Regions from separate parts of the Mus musculus genome. Here region 1 is linked to region 2. A link is a contact called in public Hi-C data. All regions are on one chromosome and are shown on one strand. Each heading gives the region's core, a stretch centred on a gene start, on an enhancer-like site or on the middle of the called end of the contact. The rest is flanking DNA. Distances are from core to core; before and after follow the strand shown.

The links. Hi-C and Micro-C count contacts between places; a contact is called where the count stands out from the background.
Region 1: a contact with region 2 is called in a Hi-C map of trophoblast stem cells, with 22 times the contacts expected there. The contact joins two enhancer-like sites. A contact is called at or near these places in 2 of 484 Hi-C or Micro-C datasets (embryonic stem cells and trophoblast stem cells) and 1 of 115 datasets of contacts at active chromatin or transcription factors (embryonic stem cells).

Annotation. Positions count from the first base shown.
Region 1 is chr4:135,669,408-135,675,582 of GRCm38.p6, forward strand. No RefSeq gene overlaps it. Among named protein-coding and RNA genes, the nearest start is that of Ifnlr1, 14 kb to the right of the region's middle. Within about 2 kb of position 3,129, at least 10 of the 459 cell types and tissues checked have an H3K27ac peak or open chromatin away from gene starts, as enhancers often do. A contact at or near this core is called in trophoblast stem cells, where this site is marked.
Region 2 is chr4:133,953,407-133,958,885 of GRCm38.p6, forward strand. No RefSeq gene overlaps it. Among named protein-coding and RNA genes, the nearest start is that of Hmgn2, 12 kb to the right of the region's middle. Within about 2 kb of position 3,130, at least 9 of the 459 cell types and tissues checked have an H3K27ac peak or open chromatin away from gene starts, as enhancers often do. A contact at or near this core is called in trophoblast stem cells, where this site is marked.

The DNA of each region.
Region 1 (6,175 bases), core at 1,879-4,378, 1.7 Mb after region 2:
GACCTTAAAAAGGCCTTAGCTCAATTGGTAAGAGTGTGTCCTTCTGAGCTGCAGACTGATCCCTAAGATTTTTCTACATCAGAGCCACTAGCAAAAGACATCTTAACCTAGCTTTACCAACCATCTAGATCTCCAAATTCTGTCTCCGAGTGGTGATCAGTGATCGTGGCTAACAATATACATCTCTAAGTTCTTTCTGAGTGGGGTGGAGGAATTGTTAATCTGCTCCAGCAGCAATGGGGCAATGCTGGGGGAAGATCAACCACTGCTTTTTCAGAGTCAGTGACTCTACCCAGTGTGGGGCTGGAAACCCATTAGAGTCTTCATACAACTGAGAGCATGACATCCCCAGGACACGACATCCTCAGGGCTCTGCCTTTCCAAGACACACTGTGGGCCTGGGGGATGGAGGGGATAGGGGGAGGGGGAGAGCCCATATCTGGCCAGAGTTCCTGTGCTCTAGGTGGGCAGACACAGGAGGACTGCTGGACACTTTCCACTAGACCCGAGTGGGCATCTGGCTGCGTGAAGCCACTGACCCCACTTGGCGGGGAGTGAACAAGAGTAACTTCAACAGGAGCCAGGGGTCCAGGAGACATGAGGGAATGCCTTCCATCCCATGTAGGTGAATTATCACCACCAGGTCCTACCAGAGTTCATGACCTCAGCTCGACTGAAGACTAGGCTGTCTGTGTATAGCCCATTGCCCCACAGCACACCATTGCGGTTGTACCAACTGGTGGGTCACATTCCGTAAGTTCTAAATGTGTGGTTGCTCCTGCACTGTCCTCTGCAATACAAGAACAAGTCCAAGACCAGAATGGTCCCTGATTGTGTCCCAGGTCACACAGCAGATAATACAATTGGGTTTATTATTATCAAACCCCAACTTCTGAGTTCCCCTCTGACTCCAGCAACCTAGAAAACACCAATGGAAATATAAATTAGCAACGCCTTGAGACACACCTATTGACAAGACATTTTAAGTCGGATGAGTTCCAGACTTGGCACTGAAGTTGGGGAAAGGGTCTTGAGTGTTCTACTGGTGGGAATTTAGTTGGCTAAGTGACAGTGGCGAACAGTTGGTCATGTTTGTTGAGATGTTAAATGTCCACACCCTGTGACCCAACAGATCCACACCAGGGCAGTATCTGTCCTGGAGAAACGTGTGCCCAGGTACACAAGGGTCGAGAATAGAAAGATAACTGGGGTGTTGGCCATGAAGAAAAAATTACATGTGTTCAGCTATTCATCCATGGGCATGGGTCAACTATAGCACACAGGAACCAAGGAAGACTGTATGCAGGAGAGCACCCTCTCAATGCGAAGGGAGGAAAATGTTGAGTCAGAGTTATTTAAAGGCATCTAAAAGAAATCGTATTGGTACACACCCCGTGTAACTTAAATTTCATTTTGGAAAAGGTACAACCAGGAAGTAAAGAAAGGAAGAATAAAAGGAAGCAGAGAGAATGTTCCCAAGAGACTGCTGCACACAGTAGGTCCAAAACATCAGCCAAGGGGAAACAAGAGACCTTTTAAGGAGGTCAGTGGGAAGTGGGTCCTGGAACAGACTCTGATTTTTCCAGAAGGTTCTGGCAGACATTTGAGCCTCAAGCTGGGCACTCGGGTATCTGCCTCTGCATGTCTGTCCTGCGCCTGCAGACCTGGGCTGCACCTGCAGACCTGGGAGCTCTGTGGAGAGCTTGGAAGGGCAGATAAGGTTTGGAAGAGCCTGGCCGCTCTTACAGGAAAGAGAGAGGAAGGGAATTTCCGATGGGAATGCCTCTCCCCCTCCACTCCCACCATCTCTGTATGAGTATCAGACTCCTCCATACCCCAGGGCCTAGACCGTCCCATCCCACCTCACCGAATAGCAGGCTGAGGTCAGATGCTGGCCCAAGGTCAGGTCCAAGACAAGGTAAGAAATCCTAGGCTTGTTCTAAAGCAGCCACAAGCCATGAAGGTCAAAGTGCACTTCCGCCATTCACAAACTGTGCACCCACAGGAGCCCTCTTGACCTGAGAGAACTCACACCCCAAACAGGTCAGCCTGAAATGTGTATTTACTTATGTGTGCAGGAGTGTTTGGCCTGCATGTATCTATCCAGATGTTCCAGATGTGTACCTGGTGCCTGAGGAGCCAGAAGAGAGTGTCAGGTCCCCTGGAACTGAAGTTACAGGTGGTTATAAGCTGCCATATGGGTGCTGAGAATTGAACCTGGGTCCTCAGCACGAACAGCCAGTGCTCTTAACCTCTGGGCCATCTCTCCAGCCCCATAAGTTACCCTTTTAACATGTACAGTTTCAATACATTCACATCGTTGTGTATATTAATCCATCACCAACATCTAATTCAATAGCGAACTGTGCACCCAGGAACAGACACAGACACATTCCCTTCCCTGCCCCACCCCCCTCAAGCCCCTAACAACAGCTAACAACTTTCTTAGCATCTCCGTAGACCTGCCCATTCTCCACATCATACATGGAAGCTGAATCCTGCACCACACAGCTTTTTACACTGGCTTTGTTCCCTTGGCACCCGCATTCCCACAGCTTGGTTCCCACAGCTCGCCTGCTGTGGCTAGCTAGCATCAGGACTTCATTAGTTTACTGCCCAATAGGATTTCATTGAATGGATATGCCACAACCTGCTGCCCTGCTCCCTGGTTAGTGGGAGTGTGGTGGTCTCCCCTTTCATCTTTGTAAGTAAAGAAGCTATGAGCATCCACAATTGTGATCTTGGATCTCTGGAATGAATCACAACTAAGTATACAATGGTGGTAATTCAGTTCAGCTTTCAGAGGAGTGGATAAAATGTTGTCTGCCGAATCTGCACACCTCACATCCCCCTGAGCCTCAGCTGCCCTTTGTAGGATGGTGAAAGGCAGCCCAGTTTCTGGTTGAGCTAGGTTGGAAATCCTGGTGGCCTCGCAGGAGATCACCCTGCAAGAAACGGTAGGCGTTTTGCCATGTTCCTGGACACCAGGCTTCTGACATAAGGCTGCAGCTCTTCATAGCTCTGTGGTCATCACTCACATAAAGGCAACGCCCCAAGCCCCTCCAGAGGTAGAGGATTTGACCTGTGGTCTCATAGCCTCAAGACAGACCTCCATTTTAATGAGGTACCTGAAGGCCTGGAGGCTTAGCCAATAAACTCCAGTTCCCAGACACTCCTCTCTGCAAAAGGTATTTAACCTCAGGGCGGCACTGAGAAAGTGGGGTATGGTTTTACTCAGCACAACTCTCCGCCATGACAATAAATGCCTTCAAACCATGGACTGTCTCTTTTCATCGCCTTGGGGAGCAATGGAGCAGGCCTTTGCCTAAAGAGCCTCCGCTAATCTCTCGCAGGAGGCCTCTCAGCGCTCCCAGCCATGGCCTCCACCAAGCCAAGCCACTCTGCCAAACAAGACAAGGATTCTCTCCCCCCTGGAACCCAGCCCAAGCTCTCCCTGCCTTTCCTCATCGACCCCGGACTACATCCAGCCCGCAGGCCCCCAATCAGTTCTTTCGCAGCATCCAGCCGAGTCTGGGTGTCCAAGAGCTCGGGAACCAGACGACCCCAGCCTCCTTGCAGGCCTGGGGACCCCCGAGCCAGCTCCAGCAGTCCCTGGGGACCTCAGACTGCGCCCCCCCCCCAAGCAGTGTCCAACGGCTTTTCATAGCCCGATGCCTGCGGGGCGCTGTGGGGTAAGCGCAGTCAAAACTTCCCGCGGCCTGAGCCCCGATTGGATGTGGGACACCCCACTAACCCAACAGCCCTTGACAAAGACTCAGGGTGCAGATTTACCTTCAGCCTAGCTGTAGACAGCGAACAAAGGACACGGAGAAAGAAGTGTATACTTAGGAGCTGCTCTGGAAGCAGTGGGTACTGAGAGGGGGAAGAAAGAATCCGCGACTCTGCAGGCCACCGTGCCTCTTCCTGTCCACTCATTCTCAGTCCAACAGAACCTACTCTGTTTGTTTCTTACTTATTTGCAAAAATTTGGTGGTTGTTACTTTTGGACGAAAATTCCAGCCACCCGGAGACAGACAGACAGACAGACCATCACACACGGTACATGAGAGCAGGAATCAGAAGTAAGTGTTCTTAAAGTGTGAGGACTGATCTAGCCTCAGGCTGGGGCTCTTGACGAATTAGCAATCCCCAAGTGTGGTGACATCAGGTCACTGGAGGAGACTTCTGTGAACAAGGTTGGTGTGGACAGTCACATCAGTTGTTTGTCCACACAGCATCTTCCAGCCCACTATAGCTACTAGCTAGACTGACCAATGAAGGCAGCCCATCCTTCTAGTCACACAGATTGGTTAGGGGCACGTGTTCCAAATCAGCCAATCAGAAACTTTCTCTGCCAGACCGCCCTCCAAGGCCCCCACCTTAGCCACACCCACCTTTGAAATTCCCAGTGTGGTGGATTGTAGAATTTATGTTTTGCCTAAGGTGGTTTGAGGTACACCCTTCTTCATGTACCTCACCAGCTGCAGAACTTGCTGTTTATATGTGGAGTGTGTGTGGTATGTATGTGTTCACGTGTATACTGGCGAATGTGCTTGTGCGAGTGCATATGGAAGCCAAATGCCGAGGTCCAATGTCATCCTCAATAGTTTTCCACTTCATGTTCTGAGACAAAAGTCTCTCACTGAACTTGAAGCTCATTGATTGGCTAGCCTGGAATGATTGGCTAGCCTGGCCAAAAAGCTGAGACGATGTAAGTGAGGACGTTTTTAGGAGATTATGAGGTGGTAAAGTGACCCCCTTTCCCTTCCAAATCATAGTGGTCCAGATCTTCCTGTTACAGTATGCCTTCCCATGATCCTCTGGAAAAGTGCACAGGTGGTGGTGGTGGTGGTGGGAACAACATTGTATCATGTATCAATGTGACAATGTATCATGTAGGGCACAGAGGGTAATGGCTGGGGCTGTCAGTGTGACAGAATACAAGATCACCTAGGAGATTTTAGTGCCTCTGGGCATCCCTATAGAGAATTATTTTGATGACAGTAATTAACGTGGGAAAGGCCACCTTATTGTGTGGGGGATGGCTTGGGGGACAGGGGATCTTGGACTGTAAAAGATGGAGAAAGCAAGTCCAGTGCTTGTATGGATGCTTCTATCCCTCTCTGCTTCCTGCCTTCTTATGCCGTGACCCGCTGCTATAAGCTCTTGGACTTACTTCCCTGACAGAACTGACTTACCTTCAACTGTGAGCCAAAATACACCCTTGTAGGGCATGTGGATTGTGCCACCAGATGGGCACTGGATTGGTGAGGTGGAGCATGCTCAGACCGCAGGAATCTCAGAGATTTAAGATGGTGGGAGTAGGGCTGCCTGCTCTCTATGTCCATGTTTGCTCTTGTTATGCCCAGTTCTTGGGAACCCCAGGAGACCGCCAGAAATCGTGCCACCGATGTAAACACAGAGTCTAGACCCAGATCGGATCACAGCCTTCCTTGCTCTGCAGGTTAGAAATGAGGGGCTCAGGGTATATATGGGGCTCTCGAGCCCTGGTGTTACATGATTGGGCAGAGGATGAAGGAATACCATCCTTCAGGACCAATAATGTTTGTTCAGACATGCAGCTGAAAAAGGACCTTTTTGACCTGGGAAGAAATAACTTGTTATAAATTGCCCTGTTTGTATTTTGATGCTAATTCCACTTCCCCAAGAGAGGCTGCCTCGGACAAGGAGTGAATCACAAACTCACGTGACTTCATGTGAACGTTCTCCCCATTTTATCTTGTAAAATAAAGGCTAGAACTGGTGATTGGGCAGTGGAAGGGAAAGGTGGAGCTGAAAGTTTTAGAGAAAGGGAGAGAAAGGAGGAGGGGGAGAGCGGAGAGGAAGGAGAGAGAGGAAGCCGGAAGAGGAGGAGGTGGAAGGAAAATGGAGCAGAAGCACGTGGCCTAGAGAAACCGCAAGTGGCAGGGATCTCATAGCTGGGGGATAGAGTAGTGCAGTGGTGATCGGCCCAATCTAGGTGCGCAGCTTGTATCCATATGAATTGTGTTTTCCTTGCACGGGCTTATTTGGGTTGGAGATTTACCACAATAACTCACTCCCTTATGGGAGGCTAGTGGAGTTTTACAAACCCATCACAGCTGTCTGGGAACACCTAATTGCCTCTTTTCCACAGCTCACGAGTGGGGGGCGTGATGACTTCAAGGAATTTCTG
Region 2 (5,479 bases), core at 1,880-4,379:
CAGGGCCCCTTTGTCTGCGTAGAACGGGTCTCTGGTCACAGGTGGGCAAAGAGTTGGAGGGAATGACAGACAGATGCACACAGGAGAGGTTGTGTAGAATCTGAATGTATTCTCACAGAGTGAACATCAATCTTATATAGTACAAGGGGTCGGAAGTCACAGCAGGTAAGGTACATTGAAGTTACCAGGTACGAAACAAAGGAATGACTTCAAAAGGATTTACAGGAACCAGGTAGATGTTTACAGTAAAGATAAAGCAGTCCTGCCTAGGGTCAGCTTAATGACAGGTAAGGATTTCACACTCTAGTGTTATACCTTTGAACCTTGTGAAGGTCAGCACCAGGGGGTTCTGCTCTTGGCAGGCCTCATGAATAATGCAATATCACAACCCCCCTAATTCCTAGGCCTTGCTAAATTCTTATATGAGTGTAACTTTTAAGTATCTGGAGAATCTCCATTTGTCAGGAGAATTCACCAACTTGCTTCTAATATGCAATGTAGCCTGTACTGAAGATTTCTATCCCAGATTCCCTGGCTCTATTTTGGTATTTCCTTGATTGGGTACGATTTGCCACTGTCCTTAGTAGACTAGCTCTGAGCTACAGGCTCCATCTTTTGTAATGCTTAATTAGTTACTGAATAGGTTAACTTCCTTACTACATTTTAACAGGATTCTGGGACCTTGGAATAAGGGGGAGACTTAATTATAACAGAATTTAATCTTAAAAAGGCATTTACAATAAAATATTAAAAGAGAGCTCGTAGATCCATACACCAGACTAATGCGGGAATAGAGTATGAGTATATGGGTAAATAAGAACGCCCAAACTCCAGGAGGTGAGCTTCCTTGAAACTCTCTGCCTCGTGAATGGCTTTTAGGCTTCACAGCCTGTCAAGCTGACTCGACTGGAGTGCGTGGCACTAAATACTCCTTAAAAATGGAGTAAGGCAGAGTAGCATAAATGCATGTCCAGAATCTGATAGCATCTGGTAGAAGGTCTTTATTAGTCAGGTTGTCTAGAGTCACAGAACTTATGAAATCTCTCTCTCTCTGTTAGCTTCTCTAGAGTCATAGACTTATGAAATCTCTTTCTCTCTCTCTTGTCTGTCTATCTATCTATCTATCTATCTATCTATCTATCTATCTATCTATCTATCTATCTATCTATGGAATTTATTGGAATGATGTAGAGGTTCCAGACCAACTAATCCAACAGTGGCTAGCTGTGAATGGCCAAGAATCCAGTAGTCCCTCAGTCCACAAGCCGGAGTGTCTCCGTTGATCTTCTGTATATTGGAATCCCAGAGAAGTAGGCTCCAACGTCTGAAGTGGAAGTTTCTGGATATTTCAGGTGATACAGCTTCACTTGGTGTTTGGCTGAGACAAGACCTGTGGGAGGACATGTGATGTTTGGAGAAAGTATAAATAGGATTTAACATCCGGGTCTTTAATCCCAGCACTCGGGAGGCAGAGTCAGGCAGATTTCTGAGTTCGAGGCCAGCCTGGTCTACAAAGTGAGTTCCAGGACAGCCAGGGCTATACAGAGAATCCCTGTTTAAAAGAGTTTAAAAGAATTCTGAGGTCTTGAATTTGAATTGAAAGTCTTGTTGAGCATCGATCTCACCTTAAAGACTTAGACCTCAGTTCCTGCTTCCCATCTGTAGTAACCCTCTTTCCACCCTATACCTCACACGGTCTTACAGTGATTCTCCTGCCTCAGCCTACCTGAATTACCATCTGTTACCATGTCCAGCTTGTTCCCCAACCCCTAGAGATAGGTGATTCCAAGCCAGGTGTGGGGGTACGCTGTAATCCCAGCACTTGGAATGCTGAGGCAGGGGTATTGCTGTGATCTGAGGCTAGTCTATGGATATAGGACCTCCAAAAGCCAACCCTGCTTCCTTTTGGTGAGGGACTGAATGGAATTGCAACACGGAAATCTTAAGCCCATAGAATGTCTCTGGGGCCGTGTGGGACAACTCACAGAAGTTTATCCTCTTTCCAACAAGTGGGTTTTGTGGATTGAGCGCTAGTTAGTCTCGGTGGTAAGCTGAACTCAGAGCTTCCTACATGTTAAGCAAGTATTCTACTATATCTCCAGCCTAAAAATTTCTTCTTGTACGTTTCAGACATTATATAAGTGCATGAGACAATTAAAACATCATCATTATAACCCCTCGACTGATTCAGTCATTAAGCGTCAATGCTGCAATGTGCAGTCAGCCAGGTGTAATAAAAGCACACAGTAGGAGTTTTCTTGTCACAAAGTCTGCATCCATTCATACTTTAGATCCAGAGAGTGTGTCAGAGGACCAAGGTACAGGACCAGCAAAACACACAGTGTGTAGCCGGTCGTGGTGGCACACGCCTTTAATCCCAGAACTTGGGGGGGGGGCAGAGGAAGGCAGATTTCTTTTTTTTCTCTCTCTTTTTTTTTAAAGATTCATTTATTATTATATTTAAGTACACTGTAGCTGTCTTCAGATGCAACAGAAGAGGGCATCAGATCTCATTACAGATGGTTGTGAGCTACCATGTGGTTGCTGAGATTTGAACTCAGGACCTTTGGAAGAGCACTGAGCCATCTCTCTAGCCCCGGAGGCGGATTTCTAAGTTTGAGGCCAGCCTGGTCTACAGAGTTTCAAGATAACCAGGGCTACACAGAGAAATTCTGTTTCAAGAAACAAACAATCTAAACACTGGGCAATAAGAGCTGGACTTGAACTAATAGGTTAGAGGGACTGAAGTACGCAATTACCAGAAATAAAAAGGTTTTATTTATTTGTGGAACATATATATATTCCAAGACAGGGTTTCTCTGTGAACTTGTTTGTAGCTTAAGCTGGCCTTAAACTCAGAGATCATCCTGCCTCTGCCTCCCAAGTGCTGGGACTCAATGTGTGCCACTAAGGCCTGACATAAAATGTATTTTAAAAAATAATTTATTTATTTTATATACATTGGTGTTTTGTCTGCATGTATGCCTGTGTGAGGGTGTCAGATTTTGGACAATTGTGCGTGGTGGATTGCTTTGGTGTTGTTTGTATTTTGATGCTAATTCTGCTTCAGCAAGAGGGGCTGCCTTGGGGGGAGGGGTGAATCCTGTTCTCAGGTGACTTCCGGTGAGCCTTCTCCCTTTTTTAACTTGTAAAATAAAGGCTAGAGCTGGTGATTGGGCAGTGGAAGGGAAAGGTGGAGCTGAAAGTTTTAGAGGGGGGAGGGGTGAAAAGGAGAGAGAGGAAGCTGGAAGAGGAGGAGGTGGAAGGAAAATGGAGCGGAAGCACATGGCCTGGAGAAACCGCAAGTAGCAGGGATCTCATAGCTGGGGGATAGAGTAGTGCAGTGGTGATCGGCCCAATCTAGGCGCGCAGCTTGTAATCATATTAATTGAGTCGTGCTTTCCTTGCATGGGCTTATTTGGGTTGGAGATTTACCACAATTGTGCCCTGTCACATGGGTACTGAGAATTGAACCCAGGTCCTTTGGAAGAGCAGTCAGTGCTCTTAACCATTAAGCCATCTCTTCAGCCTCATAAAAAGAATATTTTTAAATCAAAGATTAATTTAAAAATTTAAGGACTTAGGTACTTAACATGATTAAGAAATTAGTGAGCCGGGCAGTGGTGGCACACACCTTTAATCCCAGCATTTGAGAGGCAGAGGCAGGCGGATTTCTGAGTTCGAGGCCAGCCTGGTCAGAGTGAGTTCCAGGACAGCCAGGGCTATACAGAGAAACCCTGTCTCGAAAAAAACAAAACAAAACAAACAAACAAACAAACAACCCCAAAACCCAACCAACCAAGCAAAAAATTAGCCTTAGTGGGTGGCTTTTGTTGCGTTCGAGGCTAAGTCACTCTAATCCTGGCTGTCCTGGAACACTGACCTTCGAACCCACAGAGTTCCGCCTTCCTCTGCTTCCTGAGCACTGGGCTTTCATTAATTTTTGATATAATGGTATGGTGATGTTTCTTTAAAAATGGCCACATTTTTAAAAAAGATATATGTCAAAATATTTACAGATGAAGCAGTATATGAAATTATGCTTGAAGACGGAAAGTGGACAGTGGCATTAATTAAATAAGACCACCTCACTCACCCAGGTCCTGGTGGCATGCGACGTTAGTTCCAGTACTCAGGAGGCCGAGGCAGGTGAATCTCTGAGTTCAAGACCAGCCTGGTCTGACAGCCAGGGCTACACAGAAAAACTCTGTGGACAGAAAAATCCGACAGTCCTGGAGGTGACCATTGATGGCTTCAGGTGGGCTGCAGATGCAGTATTTCAGTTTTTTACTTCTTTCTAATCTCTGTAAGAAAACCTAATTTTCCCCTCAGAGTCAGATGCCGTGAGTCACCGTGTACCCACTGGAAATGTGCTTCCGTGAGGAAGGAGGGCTCTGGGACTCTCAGGGGTTGAAGTGTAGGGTTTTGGCTTTGTGTAAATGTGCGTGTATGCGTCTGTGTTGTGTGTACCTGTGTGTGCATGCGTGTCTGTATGTGTCCACGTGTGCATCTGTGGAAATGGAATGTAGGGTAGTGATGGGTGATAGCTGCTGGTATTCCGTTACCCAATGAAGAGAGAGCAGGAAGATGGTTTGTGAAGTCCCGTTGCCTTTGTTCTATTGCCTTGGTTTGGGTTTTGGCTTGGCTGTGCATTTGGGCACCTGCACCGATGGTCGTGTGAGATACCAGCCTCAGGGGAAGTGAGGCCACAGATAAAAATATGTCGCTGGATCACAACACAGGGAGACACACAAGAACTAAGCAACCTGAGAGAACTGTAAGGAGGTATCTCCAACAGCAGTGGAACAAGTCTAGAACAGATTATGGAGGGGACGCTAGAACTCCTGTACCACACAGCATGTAAACACCACAGACCAAAGGCCTCTACTTAAGAGCTAAAACCACGCAAATGTTTTGTAATGGACAGGTAAACTTTCATGACCCTAAATGAGGTCATTGTTTATTAGGAAAGTCATTAGCAACCAAACGTAAATAGATTGTATCCTTACCAGGATAAGTTTTTGCTTTGAGGCAGGGTTTTAACTCTGTCCTCCTGCAGGCATGGACCTCACAGAGACACATTTGCCTCTGCCTCCCATGTTTCACTACACCCAACTAAAACAAAGACTCTTATGTGTGGTGTAGAAACTGAACCCAGAACTTTTTTTTTAATTGGCTATTTTATTTATTTACATGGCAAATGTCCCCTTCCTGGTTTTCCCTCTGCAACCCCCCCCCCATCCCATCCCCTCTCCCCTGCCTCTAGGAGTGTGCTCCTCCACTCACTCACCCACTCCTGCCTCACTGCTCTAGCATCCTCTCAAGCTGGACCATCAAGCCTTCACAGGACCAAGGGCCTCCCCTTCCACTGATGCCCGACAAGGCCATCCTCTGCTACATATGCAGTTGGAGCCATGGGTCCTTCCATGTATACTCTTTGCTTGGTGGTTTAGTCCCTGGGAGCTCTGAGGGGTCCGAT